Regions from separate parts of the Mus musculus genome. Here all the other regions are linked to region 1. A link is a contact called in public Hi-C and promoter capture Hi-C data. All regions are on one chromosome and are shown on one strand. Each heading gives the region's core, a stretch centred on a gene start, on an enhancer-like site or on the middle of the called end of the contact. The rest is flanking DNA. Distances are from core to core; before and after follow the strand shown. Region 1 holds the start of Rps3a1 (ribosomal protein S3A1). Region 2 has its middle 5.2 kb from the start of Gm31096. Region 3 overlaps Fbxw7 (F-box and WD-40 domain protein 7). Region 4 has its middle 7.1 kb from the start of Gm30944.

Region 1 (2,700 bases), core at 96-2,595:
ATGGGGAAGCCATTTTTTATGGTGGGGGTTTGGGGATGTGGAGGGGTGGAGATAGAGGTAGAGAAATGGCTTAGTGGTTAAGAGTAGTAGTGACTGCTCTTCTAGAGGACCCAGGTTCAATTCCCAGGACCCACATGATAGCTCACAACTGTCTGTAACTCCAGTTCCAGGGGATCTGGGACTTTCACACAGACAAACATGCAGGCAAACCATATAAAATAAAAATAAAGACATCACTTTTAAAAGTGGGGAAGGGGTGGTTTGCATTAAGAAAATTGGTGGGCAGTTAGGTACAACAATTGATCACGACTGTGCCTTTTTGGGGTGCTAGAGATGGAATCCGTTGTCTCAGGCATGCTGAGGCTTTTCCAGGACACCACTCTAGTCCCCACTCCACTAAAAACCCAAACACTCCTCCTATCCCAGAAAAAACAAAACCAACCAACCAAAAACCCAGGGCTGTCGAGATGGCTCAGCTGGTAAAGGCACCTGCAGAGACCTCTCAGGCAGTGAGGAGGCAGGGCACATTGTATGGCAGCGCTGCGGGCCAGTGTGCGCAGGATGGCAGCCTCTCCCTGAGCCTTATACCCACATAGTGGAAGAAGAGAACCAACTCTTGAGAATAGGTCTCTGACCTCCACACAGAGACCTGTGAGGCACAGGACCACACACATAGTCATACAAAAAAAAAATGTGATTACAAATGTGTAAGAGTTACATATGTATATATGTGTGTGTGTGTATATATATATTCTCTCCTCTCCCCTTCCCAGTCTGTCTTGCTAGGTAGTTCAGGCTAGTACTCACCATATACTCCAGGCTCTCCTCCAACTTGCTGTCCTCCTGCCTCCAGAGCTCTGGGATTGCACACACGGCTAAGCCTCTTTTTTCATGAAAGTTCACAACACAGCCAAGCCCAAGAGTAGTCAGCACGTGAACAGCGTGCCCGAAGTCATGCTTATTGAATTACACTAATGTTTTGAAATAGATCACATGAATATTCCCGTTTTACACCCGAGGGAACTGATGGCTAAAGAGGTCAGAAGGCTAAGTACTGTTGGAATCACCATTTGAACATGGATTTGCTATCTCTGATTCAAAGCCCATGGTCTAGGGAAGAAACGTACTCTCAAAATTAGAAACAGAGAGTTCCCACCCTCGGGGCAACGGAAACCACAAGAAACCTGAAGTGGGTTGAGCATCTCTGACAATCTGCAGGCTCCCATGCACAGCCTAGCCAGCCCGCGGCCCGCTGCGCGACCTCCCGACACACGAGGGCGCTGTCGCAGCACGGCGGGAAACGAGCCGCCAGCTAGTGTCGCGAGATTCTTAAAGCCGGAAGGGCGAAAGAGCAAGGGTCACGTAGACGGCGCTCCCCGCCCGGCTCGCGTTAAGTTCTCGCGCGAGTTGTACTTCCGCCCTTTTGGCTCTCCGGTCGGCACCATGGCGGTCGGCAAGAACAAGCGCCTGACGAAAGGTGGCAAGAAGGGAGCTAAGAAGAAAGTGTGAGTGGCGGATCGCGCGGGTCCCCGGCCGTTGGGCTCCGCAGGAGTTGGTGGGCGGGTTCTGGGGTGCGGCGTGGGGCGGATGGTGAGGATGCGGGGTGGATTGCGCGGCGGTGCTGCGCTGCGCGGCTGGCGGGTGCGTCCCGGGCGGCCGCCTCTCCGCCACCCGGCCGGGTGTCGCGCGCCGCGTGTGATCTCCGCCCTGCGTCTCTAGCAGTCGCTCGCGTGTCGCGCGCGAACTGTGGGCTCCTGGGTTGCTGGAAGTCCGTGGCACTTTTTAACACCGCTCTACGTCAGTCACTCTGGCTGTCCATGTCGGGACCCCATGTCAACTTGTGTGCTGGGCTCTCGTGGGACCGACCTGGAGACCCGGGACACTTGTTTAGCAGCAGTTTGTGCTGTTGCGGACCAGTCACTGTCACAGGTCCCTGAGGTTCCAGGGCAGTGTGTATATAGTACTGCCTGTGTGATGGAGGAGTGGGGAAGGCATGGCTTCGAACTTACTGCTTTGTGCACTGGCAGACCAGCCGGCCTCGCAGACGTTCACCCCACGGGGAGGACGTCCGTCGTGTTAAGTGCAGGCCGATTGCAAGATCGTGCCTGGGAAACTGTTAACAGAAGTCTGAAGGATAAGAAGCGTTTAAAAGTGGTCGGGAGTGTTGTTACAATTTACAGAGAAACTTGAGGTTATTTTTCTCCCATCCAGGGTCGATCCATTTTCTAAGAAAGACTGGTACGATGTGAAAGCTCCAGCCATGTTCAATATTAGGAACATCGGGAAGACACTAGTCACGAGGACTCAAGGAACCAGTGAGTACTGTGGGCCCCTTTTGCTTTGTTCCTAAGCTGTGGCATGTGCATATTAACCGGCGCCTTGGTCAACTCTGATGGGGCGCTGGATTGAAATGTCAGCCCAGTGGTTGGAGGGCCTGGCATTGGGAGTGCTTGGTCTTAGTACAGATGTGGCAGCAATGAAGTGTTTGTACAGCTGTCCAAGAGAACGTTTAGGTGTTGGCAGTAAGCCACTGGTGTGAAGGTGGGTTTGGTTAACAAGTTAACAGGGTTTGTGGTTCTTTTTTAGAAATTGCCTCTGATGGCCTCAAGGGTCGTGTGTTTGAAGTGAGCCTTGCTGATCTACAGAATGATGAAGTTGCGTTTAGAAAATTCAAGCTAATCACTGAGGACGTTCAGGGCA
Region 2 (2,700 bases), core at 56-2,555, 1.0 Mb after region 1:
CATCATGATCGCTTCAGGAAGCAAGACTCCCCAGCTCTCTCCAGCATCCTTCTTCCATTGATTGCTTCCACAGTGGACTCCATCCACAGAGTTCCAGCTGGTGACATGCCTTTTGTATCTAGCTTGTATTTCTTGGTGTTTCTGTAGCTTTGTGATTCAGCCTGTAGCATCTGAATGGAAGAGAGGTGTCAAATCCAAGTTAGCTTTAACCTTCCAACAAATCTCTTAGCCTGGGATCCAGCATCTTCTTCCTTCTCTTTCCTAGAGATGGAGTTGATGAACTGACAGGTCACAAAGCAGAACTGTCACCTACGCACACGTCTTTGGAGTATTTCGTGGGAAGGAAAGGGTGACTGTTTTAAGGTGTAATTAACACTCCCCCCTCCGGCCAAATGCACAGAACTTAGATATTTCCTTCACTAAGTTTTGACAGTTGTATTTTTGACAATTGGAAGAGAAGCAAGCACACCAAACGAGGAACATCCATGTTATACAAACCACTGCATTTAGGACCCTGTCTGTTACGATAACTTAACCTATAAATCTAGCTAGTGTGCCTCATACCTGCCTCTCTGCCTCCAGCCCTCTTAATCCACCAAGACCTTCCTCATCAGCCAGAGTAGGTGTTCTGCATTCCCGATGGAGGCCTAAGCCTTCCTCTAAAATCAACCCACCGGACACTTCATACATATGTCCCTTTTCTGTCCTAGTGAGAACTGTCTTTCTTTATGCAGGGGTGATGGCTTCTGACTTGTCTCACTCACAGGTTGTGGGTTTTTTGTAGGCCAAAGGAAGTGCCCTTGACACTGGGCATTTCTAGTTTCTCTTAGTCAGACATGAAAGGTAACTGAAATAACTGGCTGACTCTTTCAGCCATTACTCAGAAGTCACACCAAAATTTGTTACATCTCTTTCTTTTGTATAATTAATATTTTAAAGTATTGCTTAACAACTTCGCACAAGTATACAATGTATCTTGATCATATCTATCCTCAACTCCCTCTGGATTCCAGACACATATGCCTCTCCCACCTTTCCTGCCTGTATCACTGTCACTTCCTCCTGCCTCTTCCTCTTCCCCCTGCTGTTCCCCCTCCTCCTTCCCCTCCTCTCCTTTTTCCCCACTGAGGTCAACAGTACTACCTGCATAAGCGCAGGCAACCTACAAGCAGCCATATCATGAAGAAGACTCCTCCCGCTCCAGCAGCCAACAATGGCCCATAGCCTCTAGGTTAAGGACGGGGCCTCATGAGCCCCTCCCTACCCACATCTCTATCTATGCAGTTATTGGCTGGCTTGATCTTGTGGAAACTTCTTGGGTGCAGCTATGTTTGAAGTCTGTCTCTGTGTTACTGCAGTGAATGGTGCATACAAGGGCTTATGAATCTGAGGTGAAAAATCGCACTGCGGGGGGAAAAAACCGCTTTCTGTTTAATGTTGCTACAAAAGAACCGGAAGTGACCTGCCCAGGAAACCCTTAACTGAAAGTAATGGGTTTTGACTGAATGCCACACCTGCCGATTATGTCACCCTTTAAGATGAAAAGCTGGGTGGCTGTCATATGCTATGGACCTGACTTCCCATTGTGACTGTAATCTCTGGGTACACATCTCCAAGAGAAAGGGACCTGTTAAAATTTGCTGTGACTTGGCTGAAAATTTTTGGTTTACAAATAGAAGGGTGAAGGGTGGGACTGGGAAAGAGGAGGGAGGAGGGCTGCGATCAGGATGTAAAGTGAATAAATATATAAATAAATAAATGAAAAATTAGAAACACAAATAGAAGGTTGAGACAAATACACTAATATCTAAATAATGCTATCAGTTTGTTTTGCTAGAAGATAAAGGGACAGGAAGTCTACCCCATAGGTCTCCTAGAGTCTTAAAATCTCATAATTAGGACTTAGTAGAAAAAGAACTGATTACTGCAGAGACAGAATCACTCCTGATTTTAGCAACTGTCTAATCCTGCAGGGCTGCAGAGGGCCCTAGGGACGAGTGCATTCTGTCTTCCTGGGCCAGCCTAAGTCTCTCCTCGGGCTTCACCCCACAGCAGCCTCTGCTTTCCACCCTCCACCTGCCAGTCTACTGCTGCAAGCATTTGCTAAGAAAGGCTCCGTTCCGGTCCTTACATGATAGCCTTGGGCTGGAACCTATCTCAGCCTTGCTTCTCAGGCTCCCTTCCTGGACAGGAAGCTGCCTGAGGACTGATGGAGGGAAGTGGGGGACAGGAAGGGAAGGACAATCCTGCATGACTAGAGTTGTGCATTAGTATGGGCCCCGCTACCTTGAGCCTCCACCATGCAGCACCTGGGTGATGCGCCTAGGAAACTTCCGTTAGCCGGAAGTTTCCTATCATGCTGAGTTCCAGAGAAGGGAAGCAAAGGGTGGGGGGTGAGAAAGTAGGTGAGCATCCCCAGAACTGCCTGATTGCCTGCCAAGAGACTTACACATACCATTCTTGCTTTGCAAGAGAAAATAGATCATTGTAGTTGTTTGAGACAGGATCCATGTAGCCCAAGCTGCCCTTGAACTTGCTATATAGCCAAGGATGGCCTCAAGCTCCCAGTGATCCTTTGGCCACCTCCCTGATGCTGGAATTGCAGGCTTGTGTCACCATAGTCAGCTTATGAGGAGCTGGGGATTGCACTCAGAACTTTGGGAAAAGTAGGCAGGCAGCGACCCAGCCACACCCCTGGTC
Region 3 (2,700 bases), core at 128-2,627, 1.2 Mb after region 1:
AGTGGGGGAACAGTCCAGAGAAATTTCCCAACCATTATTAAAATGTTATACTCCTCAATGTATCTCAGGGAAGCAGAGGGGGAACATGACTAATTGATTTCCACTAACAGGACCCTTACTATTCATAAACTCAGTTTGTTTTGAATTTTTTCATCCTGTTCTACCATCAGCCCTTAACCCCATGCCTCTCTCCCGTTTACACCTCCAAACCTTTCTTTCTAAAACACGTACCACACTACTGTTCATTACATATCAAACTGGAGGAGGACTACTTTGAAGTTCAATAATGGCCCCTTTAGGAAGAGAGAAGAAAAACCTAAATATAAAAATGTTAATGGTGGCAGTCTAAATTGCTCTGTAAGCTTTCCCCTTCTTTCCTCACCTGTCAATAAATAAACAAGCTTGATGCATTTTGAGCACTCATTTGTGTATGCCTGAGCAGTGTACTAGGAAACAAACACAGGAAGCTCCTATCAGCGCTAAGACACAGAGCGGGGTGCTATGAAACAAGTGAGCAGTTACAAGGATAGAGGAATCTGGAATGGTAGCACCTAGGAGACAACTTTTCAGCCCAGGTTCAGGTTCAGCAAGGATAGGACAAGTTTGTCTAGGCTGAAGCAATGGTAAAAGGTCAAGATCAGAACACTAAGGATCTTGCAGACCACTATCAAGAGTTTGAAAGTTGTGAATCATTAAAAGGCTTCTAAAATGGAATGATTAACACAATTTCCCTGTATACTGTCTGCCCATATTCTTCCGTGTATTCTCAGCATTGTAAAGTTGAAGATCATTCACAAAGCAATCATTACTTTTTGAAATAAGAGATACAATTAGGTCTCTGCTATGCAAGCATTGGCCTGAGATTGGATCACCAACACCTACATAGGAGTCAGGCAAAGTAGACTGTGCCTATCTGTAACTCTAGTGTTGGGGGAAGAGGGTGAAGAGAGGAAGACCCCAGGGCTTGCTGCCCAGAGTGCCTAGCCAAATCAGCATCAGACTAAGTGAGAGACTGAGTCTCAAAATTTAAGATGGAAAGCTATAAGGCACTATGCCCAATGTTGACTTCTGGCCTCTATTCATCTGCAGGCACATGTGCACATACCCACATGAAGAGACATGGTAAAAAGTATAAACAGTATTTGCCTTGTTTTCAACATATATATTATTTACCCCTTCATCCTGTCATGATTTACCACACCCTGAAACCAGCTCTCAATCAACCCCCTATTTCAAAGACCACTAAACTTGGACCAAGAAGAGAACTGAAGAGCAGGTAACCCCCAATCCCTAAATGCTGTGCACCACTTGTAAAGCACCATTTGAGGTTCTGCTAACTCACTTCCGGTCCACCATTACAGCCCTTATCTCACTGCTCTTCTGTTTTCTACATTCTCATCTGACTTCTGCATTTGATAATTTACTTTTTAAAAGAGCGACTGGGCTCAGATGACCAATGACTATTATGGTATTGCCAGTATTTGTTTTAGCAAATGTCTACTACAATAAAAGATGCACTTAGTTTCAGTTATTGGAGCTGAAAGGACATTTCATCGTGAACTATTCTCTGTGACCATAAAAGAACACAGAGCATAACTGCAGAGCCTCCAAGTTAAAGGAGACCTTCAACAAAAGTGCACTTGCTCTGGCCTGGTTGACATGGAGTCATCAGATCAGCCCTAGAACTCTCTGACTTGCTATGTGTTGCTCAACTGACTTTGACAACTGTATTCAGGTGACAATATTTGGATGGTAGATACATAAAGTCAGATTCAAACACTAAACTTTTAGAAACTGGCATTTCTTTTTCACCAATTCAGTAATTATATAAAATTTAAAATAACAAATAATTTTATTCAATTTCCTTTTTTTTTTTTTGAGACAGAGTCACACTACACAGCCCTAACTGACCTGTTAAAAATATTTTTGAAACTCTAATCATTATAATGACTGGGAATATAAACTTACTTCGCTTGAATACCTACTCTGCATTGGTTGTACGCTAATAAACAAAACACCACACTCTTTATGAATGTACATCAGAGTTCTTACTTGCTCTTTTAAGTATTCAAGCATCTAATGTAATGTCCAAGTGAGCACGGAAGAACCCAGTGATCACCCCATTATGTTTAAAAAGAAAGGTGCTAAATAGTCATATCAAAAGCACCACTTTACATTTAAAGCAGTTACTGAGTGTGTATAATTTAACAAATTGCAAGAATTATGAGCAGCATAATGTTTACAAGATCCCCTGCTTATTCAGGAGATTTTAGAATCTCCTCAATTTGAATACAAAAGCATATTGCTGGAAACAGACATGCCATTAGTAGAGTTACACATAATCTTTTGTTATAGTCCTTTTGTTTATTCACTTTAAAACAAATAAGACATGCTCTAAAGATATCTAACAGTAAGACCTTGGGGACCCCAAATGTCTAAAAATTAACTTTAAATGTTGTTTAGATACCTAACTTCAAAGGATTATTTTTCTGCACTGGTATTGACTTTTCCACACGAAGGCGTAGAACGGAAGGGCAGACTAGGGGCAGATGCTGTGGAGGAGCTGAGACCTGCTCTGGATCTGGACAAGAAGGACGCTAGAACATTTTAAAACTAAATTCTAAATTTTCACAAATTTAAGTTTGCAAGTCACTACGTGTGAATTTTACAAGAAGAATAATCACATATTAGATGTAGCTA
Region 4 (2,700 bases), core at 66-2,565, 1.1 Mb after region 1:
TAAAACATGCCTTCCTGGACGTCACCATCAGCACTAATAGATGAAGAAGTCAAGCCTGGGGACACTGTATGTCACCTGGTTCCAGCCATGCCTGAAACTTCTCCACTTTTAGCTTTTCCAACTAAATGAGCTAATAATTCAAACATTTTCTTTTTATTCTTGCTTAAATTATTTTTTTTAAAATGGATTTCCTATTCCTTGTTTCTAAGAGTCAAATGCTAACTACCCAAGCAGGGAATTCCTCTAGTCAGAGTACTGAAAAGAGGGTGTTTGTTCTCCTCCGAGTGTGTAAATGAAGGCAGGTACACACCAACCAACACAAACGTGCACACACATGTACATGTGAGAGTGACGTGCATGTATTTTCTCTGCTTGTACCTGGGCCCTGTTTCTAAATGCTCTACTTTCAAAAAATTCAGGTAGACAGCACCAGAAAGTGGGAAGAAGTCTCTCTTCCGCACCCTTTCTGTTGGCTAGTCCCCACCCCCCATGTTTGCAAAGGAAGTTATAGATCTTGAAAAAAAATTAAAGTGTGCAGAGGGACTCTTCATAGCTGAATGCTTATGACTGTAAGACTGATTTTCCTTGGCAAAATTTGAAACCACGAACAACAAAGACTATAGGGGAAGTCACAAAACAAACAACATTCTCCAGGGTTCTTGGGGGCCGGCGGGTGGGGGTGCGGGGTGGGGGGGCGCTTCCAAACAGGGCCAAACATTGGCACAGCTAATGCAGGTAAGTGCTGACACACAGGTACATTTTCCTCACCGAGAGGAGAAGGGAGGAAAAATCAATAAAATATGCAAATAAGGCATCAAACCTCAGAGCATGGAAATGTGGGTATTTTAATTTCCCCTGATACAGACAAATGCAGCCATGAGAAGTTTCTTCGGGAGTTTTTGTCATCTGCCATTTGTAGAGGGAGAGGGGGAGTTAGGAAGCAGTGAGCAGAGGAGAGAATTACCCAGAAGCCAGCAAGACCCTTTGCCCACAATGCAGTAGGCGCAGTCATCCCCAAAGGGCCTAACTCCTCCCAGAAGCCACTTCAAAATCACCTCCATGAGGATGAAATTGTCAAACCACACCTCGTTCTTTGGCAGCCAATGCTGCTTGGAGAGAGGCGGAAAGAAGCGCTTGCAGTACTGGAAGCTTCCTTGTGGCCTGTTTGGAAGATGTCTCTTTCTGTGGGAGAACACAGTTGTGCTTCTGAGCCCTGCTTCTGACAGGCTGCTGCTTTGGGGGGCCTGCCTGTGCTACGGCAGGGCAGAACGGCAGCCTTGGAATCCCAGCAGTTCTGGCTGACTTCACCACTGACAGCTTGTCGTCGCTATGGAGGCGGCTGAGCCTTGGTTTCCTTATATATGAGCTGTAATAGAAACACCTGCTCTAAAGCTTGGTGGTGGTGCACAGTAAAACTAGCGAAAAGGCCAGGCATGGTGCTGCATACCCTCAGCCCCAGCATTGTGGAAACAGAGAGAGCTGGGTCTCTTTGAGTTAAAGTCCAGCCCTGCTCTGTAGAGCCATTCTAGGCCACCCAGGGCTGCATAGTGAGACTGTCTTTAAAAACACAAAACAAAACAAACAACAACAAAAATAAAACCTCTAAAAGCTAAAAGGATCCACTAGTGGAGGCATAATTCTGTAATTCTATGGTCAGAAAGCTGAGGCAGGAGAATTATGATTTCAAGGTCAGTTTTGTGGCTGTCTAGTAAAATCCTGTGAAGAAAGTAAAGGTAGGGAGAGAGGAAGAGAGGGAGGGAGGGACCGAAGGAGGAAGAGTGGGAGGGAGGAAAGGAGGGAAGGAGGGAAGGAGGGAAGGAAGGAGAGAGAACATAGACTCATGATCCCTTCACAAACACAAATAAGCTATGGACTTCACTGTGTACCCTTAAGTTTGTGCCTAGAAATCACACAATCTCTCTCCTCTCTCTCTCTCTCTCTCTCTCTCTCTCTCTCTCTCTTTCTCTCTCAAGCAATCGAGATTAGAGCAAAAACATAATGGATAGACTTCTACACTTTGGGACTCAGCCACTGAAAAGGAGCAGGAAGGGACTAACTTTGGAATAGGGACCACAAAAGATGAGTCTCTCCTAGCACTGGAAGGACAAGAGGAACTTCCTGACAGTTACCTGATGCTCCTGGGTGAGGGCAGCTGTAGAGCAGGTCTTACCTGGGCCAGAACCAGCAGCTGGCCCCTTGCTGGTGGGAGCCACCCTGCCTGCCTCTGAGCAGAGGCAGGGTGATCGTCAGGCAGGGTCAGGGAAAGCCTCCCTCCCTGTGCCTGGCAAGAGACAAATGTCAAGAACAAACTATTATCTGAAGAAATCTGGATTCCAGGAGCGTTGAAGAAAGGTAGACTTTACAAGGCAACAGAGAAAATAGACACATAAAAACCGACCACGACCTGTCAACAGATTACGCTGTATTCTCTCTGCTTTCAAGGTTAGGGACACCCCTCTTTCCTTCATTACCACCTCAACAGCACAGTGCTCTGGATCTACAGAAACAGACCTTGCAGAAATGAGACCTTTAAAGCTGTTTCCAACTTGGGGGATTTCGGTGCGGGTGGCTCTGGTGTGATGATCTGCATTAAACAGAGAGCTAGGGCATCTATGCCCGGTGCCCAGGCTAGGAAAATGTTGGTTCACACTAAAGGGCAAGCCAGGAGGCTGGCAGAATTCCCAGATCCACTGAGTCAGG

Evidence for each region. Promoter capture Hi-C pulls out the DNA fragments that hold promoters and counts their contacts. Hi-C and Micro-C count contacts between places; a contact is called where the count stands out from the background.
Region 2: a contact with region 1 is called in a Hi-C map of CD8 T cells, with 5 times the contacts expected there. The contact joins the enhancer-like site here to the promoter of Rps3a1 in region 1. A contact is called at or near these places in 3 of 39 promoter capture datasets (the 3T3-L1 cell line, frontonasal cranial neural crest and hippocampal neurons), 1 of 484 Hi-C or Micro-C datasets (CD8 T cells) and 2 of 115 datasets of contacts at active chromatin or transcription factors (astrocytes and embryonic forebrain).
Region 3: a promoter capture Hi-C map of the HPC-7 cell line shows a contact between it and region 1. The contact joins the enhancer-like site here to the promoter of Rps3a1 in region 1. A contact is called at or near these places in 12 of 39 promoter capture datasets (the C10 cell line, the HPC-7 cell line, HPC-7-derived erythroid cells and 9 more), 4 of 484 Hi-C or Micro-C datasets (cortical neurons, neural progenitor cells, palatal mesenchyme and 1 more), 9 of 115 datasets of contacts at active chromatin or transcription factors (SST interneurons, VIP interneurons, astrocytes and 6 more) and 6 of 9 other capture datasets (adipose tissue, embryonic stem cells, embryonic tail and 3 more).
Region 4: a promoter capture Hi-C map of hippocampal neurons shows a contact between it and region 1, with 5 times the contacts expected there. The contact joins the enhancer-like site here to the promoter of Rps3a1 in region 1. A contact is called at or near these places in 5 of 39 promoter capture datasets (the 3T3-L1 cell line, HPC-7-derived erythroid cells, hippocampal neurons and 2 more) and 1 of 115 datasets of contacts at active chromatin or transcription factors (embryonic stem cells).

What each region holds. Positions count from the first base shown.
Region 1 is chr3:86,141,313-86,144,012 of GRCm38.p6, reverse strand. Rps3a1 (ribosomal protein S3A1) reads left to right here and starts at 1,345. Exons shown (of 6, transcript NM_016959.4): 1 at 1,345-1,505; 2 at 2,212-2,315; 3 at 2,587-2,700. The coding sequence starts at 1,444.
Region 2 is chr3:85,125,831-85,128,530 of GRCm38.p6, reverse strand. No RefSeq gene overlaps it. Among named protein-coding and RNA genes, the nearest start is that of Gm31096, 5.2 kb to the right of the region's middle. Within about 2 kb of position 1,305, at least 47 of the 459 cell types and tissues checked have an H3K27ac peak or open chromatin away from gene starts, as enhancers often do. A contact at or near this core is called in CD8 T cells, where this site is marked.
Region 3 is chr3:84,943,823-84,946,522 of GRCm38.p6, reverse strand. The region is part of intron 4 of Fbxw7 (F-box and WD-40 domain protein 7); the gene reads right to left. Among named protein-coding and RNA genes, the nearest start is that of Gm40080, 67 kb to the right of the region's middle. Within about 2 kb of position 1,377, at least 23 of the 459 cell types and tissues checked have an H3K27ac peak or open chromatin away from gene starts, as enhancers often do. A contact at or near this core is called in the HPC-7 cell line and hematopoietic stem and progenitor cells, where this site is marked.
Region 4 is chr3:85,014,421-85,017,120 of GRCm38.p6, reverse strand. No RefSeq gene overlaps it. Among named protein-coding and RNA genes, the nearest start is that of Gm30944, 7.1 kb to the left of the region's middle. Within about 2 kb of position 1,315, at least 31 of the 459 cell types and tissues checked have an H3K27ac peak or open chromatin away from gene starts, as enhancers often do. A contact at or near this core is called in hippocampal neurons, where this site is marked.